2 separate regions of the Nomascus leucogenys genome follow, and region 1 is linked to region 2. A link is a contact called in public Hi-C data. All regions are on one chromosome and are shown on one strand. Each heading gives the region's core, a stretch centred on a gene start, on an enhancer-like site or on the middle of the called end of the contact. The rest is flanking DNA. Distances are from core to core; before and after follow the strand shown. Region 1 has its middle 4.2 kb from the start of SMU1. Region 2 has its middle 13 kb from the start of SPINK4.

Region 1 (2,700 bases), core at 13-2,512, 150 kb after region 2:
CTCCCATTTGAGCCCCAGCCTTGAGGGAGGAACCCTTTCTGTGTAAATAAAGGAGATGCTGGCTACACACACCATAGCGGCTTTGCATCACAGAGGCTGAACTAGCCAGTGAGACATGGACAGGGATTTCAGGGGTCAAGACAAAGTGGACTACTGGAGACCAGCCAGCTTCCAGCTGGTGGAGCATGAGCAGGGTACAAGCCCATCTGTGAGAGCAGTATCACACTAAAGAGAGGAGTTCCTCACTCCAAAACGGACCAGTTTTAGATTTTATTTTGACTTATAGTATTTATTTTCTTATTGTGGTAAGACACACAAATAATAGAAAGGCTTTGACATCTTAATATATAATAATAGGCCAGGTACGATGGCTCACACCTGCAATCCCAGCACTTTGGGAAGCTGAGGAGGGAGAATGGCTTGAGGCCAGAAGTTCAAGACCAGCCTGGGCAACATAGCAAGACGCTATCTCTACAACAACAACAACAACAACAACAAACTCTTACTTAGTGCTCACTACATGCCAGGCACTGTTGTGTTTTGTATGTATTAACTCATTTAACTCTCATAATTTAAAATTCATGTTCTGCAAAAAGCACATAGAATTATGTGATTTTTTTCTCTGCTTTGCCTTATTATATCCTGTTAGATGAAACTGGTCTGGTTTAATAGAAAATAAAACCAACCTTTTGCCCCATTTTGGCACTCAAATATTGACTTTCTCTTCTACAGTACTTCCTTTACCCTCAGGACCAAGAATCTCTCTCCCCTCCACCTCTTTTCCTTAACCAGTTAGACATTTGGAGGCCAGGTTTACAATGGTAGTTTTTCTGTGACTGTCCTGCCCTCTGCTGGATTTAAGAGATAGATTGCTGATACATGGACTTAAGGGAGGGGGCCCATTTACCGGAAAGTGGGGTGGATCAGGAGACCGGATTTCCCTCTGGGTTACTTTTGTTCACTAGAAATTTGGTCTAGGAGGTTGTGATCCAGCCTGTGAGTATGCGGTGGAAAGATTTTTGGTGAATACAACTGCCTGGTTTAGGGTTTAGAAGTTGTCTGTGTGTGTGCCTGCTTGTTTCTTTATTTATATATGGATGGAGAGATGTGAGAGACCTCATTTGTCTAGTGTTAAAAACAAAATTTCCTATACAAATTGATCTTTAGGAATTGGCAAAATTTATCAACCATGAGCAAGAGATCAGCAAGGTGACAAAAGCTATACTTTTGGGTATGGGAAAAGCATGGAAATGGATGGATTGTTGGAATACAGAAGACTTACATAAGCAACCAGTTCAGGAAGGAAAAAAATCCTCCCCAACTAGGTAAAGATTGTAATTTCTTATACAAAAACGTCATATTCCACTTTCTTATTACAGAATAAACATGAATAAGGAGCGTTTGCAATGCCAGCAGCATCGACTGTCAATCAGGGGTTAAAAATCCAATATATCGAAGAAGCAAAGGATAGGTATACATCTGTGGCTGCTTGCTAGTCATGATAAAGTTTCATTTCTCAAGAATGATGCCCATGATCACATTGACGTGAATGCATAAACCACAGGCACAGCAGCAAATAACAAGTTCTGACTTGAAACAGGCTACTTGGCACCAGGGATTATCTCAAGCAGCATGTGATGCAGACAGAGCATAGTTTACACTCCCCACCCTCCACTGCCCCGCGTTTTCTTTCTTTTTTATTTTTATTTTTATCTTTTGAGACAGAGTCTCACTGTCATCCAGGCTAAAGTGCAATGGTGCAATCTCGGCTCAGGGCAACCTCCGCTTTCCGGGCTCAAGCGAATCTCCTTCCTTAGCCTCCCGAGTAGCTGGGATTACAGGCATGTGCCACCATGCCCAGCTAATTTTTGTATTTTTAGTAGAGATGGGGGGTTTCACCATATTGGCCAGGCTGGTCTTGAACTCTTGACCTCAGGTGATCTGCTCACGTTGGCCTCCCAAAGTGCTGGGATTACAGTCGTGAGCCACTGTGCCTAGCCTATTTTTATTTTATTATGATGATTTTTTTCTTTAGAGACAGGGTCTCACTTTGTCTCCCAGGCTGGAGTGCAGTGGTGCGATCATGGCTCACTGCAGCCTCAAACTACTGGGCTCAAGTCAATCCCCCCGCCTCAGCCTCCCAAGTTGCTGGAACTACGGGCGTGTGCCACCATGCCAGGCTAATTCTTCTGTAAAGAAGGGGTCTCTTGCTATGTTGTCCAGCCTTGTCTTGAGCTCCTGGTCTCAAGCAATTTTCCCACCTTGGCTTCTTAAAGTACTGGGATTATAGGTGTGAGCCACCACACCTGGCCAATATGTGATATTTTTTAGAGAAAAATTGATCAATTTAATTGTACCTATAATTGACTGAATAAAAGGAAACTGAAGTGAAACCAAAAGAATTGTTGAACTTATGTAAATGTTTCTTTATCACAAAATATATTATTTTCTAAAAGATCTCTCCAAGGTTAAAAAAGGAGAGTACGAAAAGTATTAAGGGATTGGAGTCGTTATTTTGGAACAATGTCTAATAGGCATCTCTTTAACATGTTCTCAATACTATTAGGCTCAAGGACCTCCAAATCTCTTGTAACATCCCTTTTAGTGTTCTGAAATTCATAAGTAATATAATCTACTTACACACTGGGAGGCCAAGGCGGGCGGATCACTTGAGATCAGGTGTTTGAGACCAGCCTGGCC
Region 2 (2,700 bases), core at 187-2,686:
TCACTTGGCCACTCACTCACTGTGATAGGCAGACTGATGCTCCCATCCCCCCAAATACCTACCTCCTTATCCCCCAAACCTGTGAATATGTTACCTCACATGACAGATGATTCTGCATCTGTGATCAAAGGAAGGATCCTGAAATGGGGAGGTTATCCTGGGTTACTGGGGTGAGCTTGGGCCATAAGGTTCTAATAAGAGGGAGGTGGGAGAGTCAGAGAAGGAGCTGTGATGAGGAAAGCAGAGGGGGGGTGATGCAGGCCTGGATCCCAGGGATAGAGGCAGCCCCAAGAAGCTGGCAAGGGCAAGGGACATTTTCTTCCCTAGGGCCTGCAGAGGGAGAGCAAGCCTGTGCACCATTTCAGACTCTGACCCCCGAGTGGAACAGAATGCATTAATGTTGTTTGAAGCCTCTGCATTTGTGGTAATTTGTGACTGCAGCTATGGGGTGCGAATCCACAAGTTCTGTGACCTCAAGCAAATTCCTTAACCGGAGAACCCACATTCCCTTATGGGGTGAGGGTGCCGTGGCTCATGCCTATAATCCCAGCATTTTTGGGAGGCTGAAGTGAGAGGATTGCTCGATCCCAGGAGTTTGTGATCAGCCTGGGCAATATAGCGAGATCTCGTCTTCACAAAAAATTTTAAAATTAGCTAGTCATGGTAGCACACACCTATAGTCCCAGGTACTTGGGAGGCTGAGATGGGAGGATCAATTGAGCCTGGAGGTCGAGGCTGCAGTGAGCACCACTGCACTTCTGCCTGGCCTACAGAGTGAGACCCTGTCTCAAAAATGACAACAACAACAACAACAATAATAATGCCTACCTTGAAGTGTTGTATTAAAAAGTGTATATTAGGGCTGGGTGCAGTGGCTCATACCTGTAATCTTAGCACTTTGGGAGGCCAAGGCGGGCATATCACTTGAGGTCAGGAGTTCGAAACCAGCCTAGACAACATAGTGAAACCTCGTCTCTACTAAAAATACACACACACACACACACACACACAAATTAGCCTGGCATGGTGGCTGGCGCCTGTAATCCCAGCTACTCAGGAGGCTGAGGCAGGAGAATCACTTGAACTCCGGAAGGGGAGGTTGCAGTGAGCCGAGACTGCATCACTGCACTCTAGCCTGGGTGACAGAGTAAGACTCTGTCTCAAAAAAAAAAAAAAAAAAAAATTAAACGCTTGGCTCATAACAAAACTTAATACACAATGCTGTTATGAAAATGAGGAAGAGAGAGGCGAGGAGAAGCAGAAAGAGGAAGAGGGAAGAGAGAAGTTGGGTGGTGAAGCTACAGCCAGCCCCATGTTCTGGGCAGCCCCAGGCAATGCGGGGCGCATGGAAACCTGCCCATCTCTTCACCTGGCTTTCATTCATTTTGACTTCAGGACACTCTTATCCCCCTTAGAAGGGTCAGGGCCAACCTCTACTAATAGAACTCTGTGAAAGCTTTCCCTACTGAATGAAGAACTGCAGTTAAAAACAGGTATAAGAGCCTGCCCCAGTATATGCCTCTGGCACTCCTGTGGCTCCACGCCACCAATGCACAGCAGCAGATTTGTCTTTCCGCCTTTTTAACTTTCCAGGCTTGACCAACAGTAGCCTATGCGGAAATGTGCAAGTCACAAGCTGAATCCTTCTTTTGTGAAGGAATTGAGCTGGTGACCTGAGAGAGCTGGTGTGTGTGTGTGTGTGTGATTTCCAATTGCCTCCAGTTTCTCCACATTCTCAACATTTTAACATTCTAGTGAGTGTAAAGTGATATCTCATTGTGGTTTTAGCTTGCATTTTCCTGAAAACTAATAATGGTGGGCACTTTTTCATGTACTATATAGCTACTTACGTATCTTCGAATGTTGATTCAAGACTTTTTGCCTATTTAGATAAGTTGGGTTGTTCATCTTTCTATTGCTGATATAAATTCATTGTTGGTGGATGTGTAAAATGATACAACTTATTTGGAGAATTGTTTTTGGCAATTAAAAAAATTACACATCCATCTATGCTATGACCTTGCAATTCCATCCACAGTAAATAAAAAGCATATGTCTACACAAAGCCTTATTTGTAAATATTCATAGAAGCTTTATTTGTATTAGGCAAAAGGTGGAAATGATCCAAATGTCAGTCAGTTGGTGCATAGATAGACCAACTGGAATACAGCTATGCAATGGAATACCACCTGGCAATAAAAATGAATTAACACTTGATACGTGCTACAACATGACTGAATCTCAAAAACATTATGATTCCTGAAAGAAGGCAAACACAAAAGAGTATGCATTGTATAATTCTGTATAATTCCACATATGTAAGTTCTACAACAGGGGAAGCTAATTGTAGTGACAGAGGAGGATCAGTTGTTGCTTTCAGGGTTGGGCGTAGGGAGAGTAGGAGGGAACCTTCTGGGGCAGTGGAAATACTCTCTATATTATTTAGAGTGGGGATTACACTGGGGTATACACTTGTCGAAAAATCATCAAATTAAGATCTGTGCATTTCATTGTATGTAAATGTTATCTTGTTAAAAACAAAACTGAATTATGCCACAAATTTGAAGTGCTACCACCAGGTGGCACTGATGCGTAATTTCCAAGAGTTCAACTGTAAAGTTTATGCAGTGACTAAGACTCATAAATCATTCTATTTGCGAGTGTTCTCAAAAGCATGTGGCATTGTTTTGTGGGTATTTT

What was found. Hi-C and Micro-C count contacts between places; a contact is called where the count stands out from the background.
Region 1: a Hi-C map of a lymphoblastoid cell line shows a contact between it and region 2, with 6 times the contacts expected there. The contact joins two enhancer-like sites. A contact is called at or near these places in 2 of 4 Hi-C or Micro-C datasets (a lymphoblastoid cell line and an unstated tissue).

Annotation. Positions count from the first base shown.
Region 1 is chr8:81,691,644-81,694,343 of Asia_NLE_v1, forward strand. No RefSeq gene overlaps it. Among named protein-coding and RNA genes, the nearest start is that of SMU1, 4.2 kb to the right of the region's middle. Within about 2 kb of position 1,263, the one cell type or tissue checked has an H3K27ac peak away from gene starts, as active enhancers do. A contact at or near this core is called in a lymphoblastoid cell line, where this site is marked.
Region 2 is chr8:81,544,000-81,546,699 of Asia_NLE_v1, forward strand. No RefSeq gene overlaps it. Among named protein-coding and RNA genes, the nearest start is that of SPINK4, 13 kb to the left of the region's middle. Within about 2 kb of position 1,437, the one cell type or tissue checked has an H3K27ac peak away from gene starts, as active enhancers do. A contact at or near this core is called in a lymphoblastoid cell line, where this site is marked.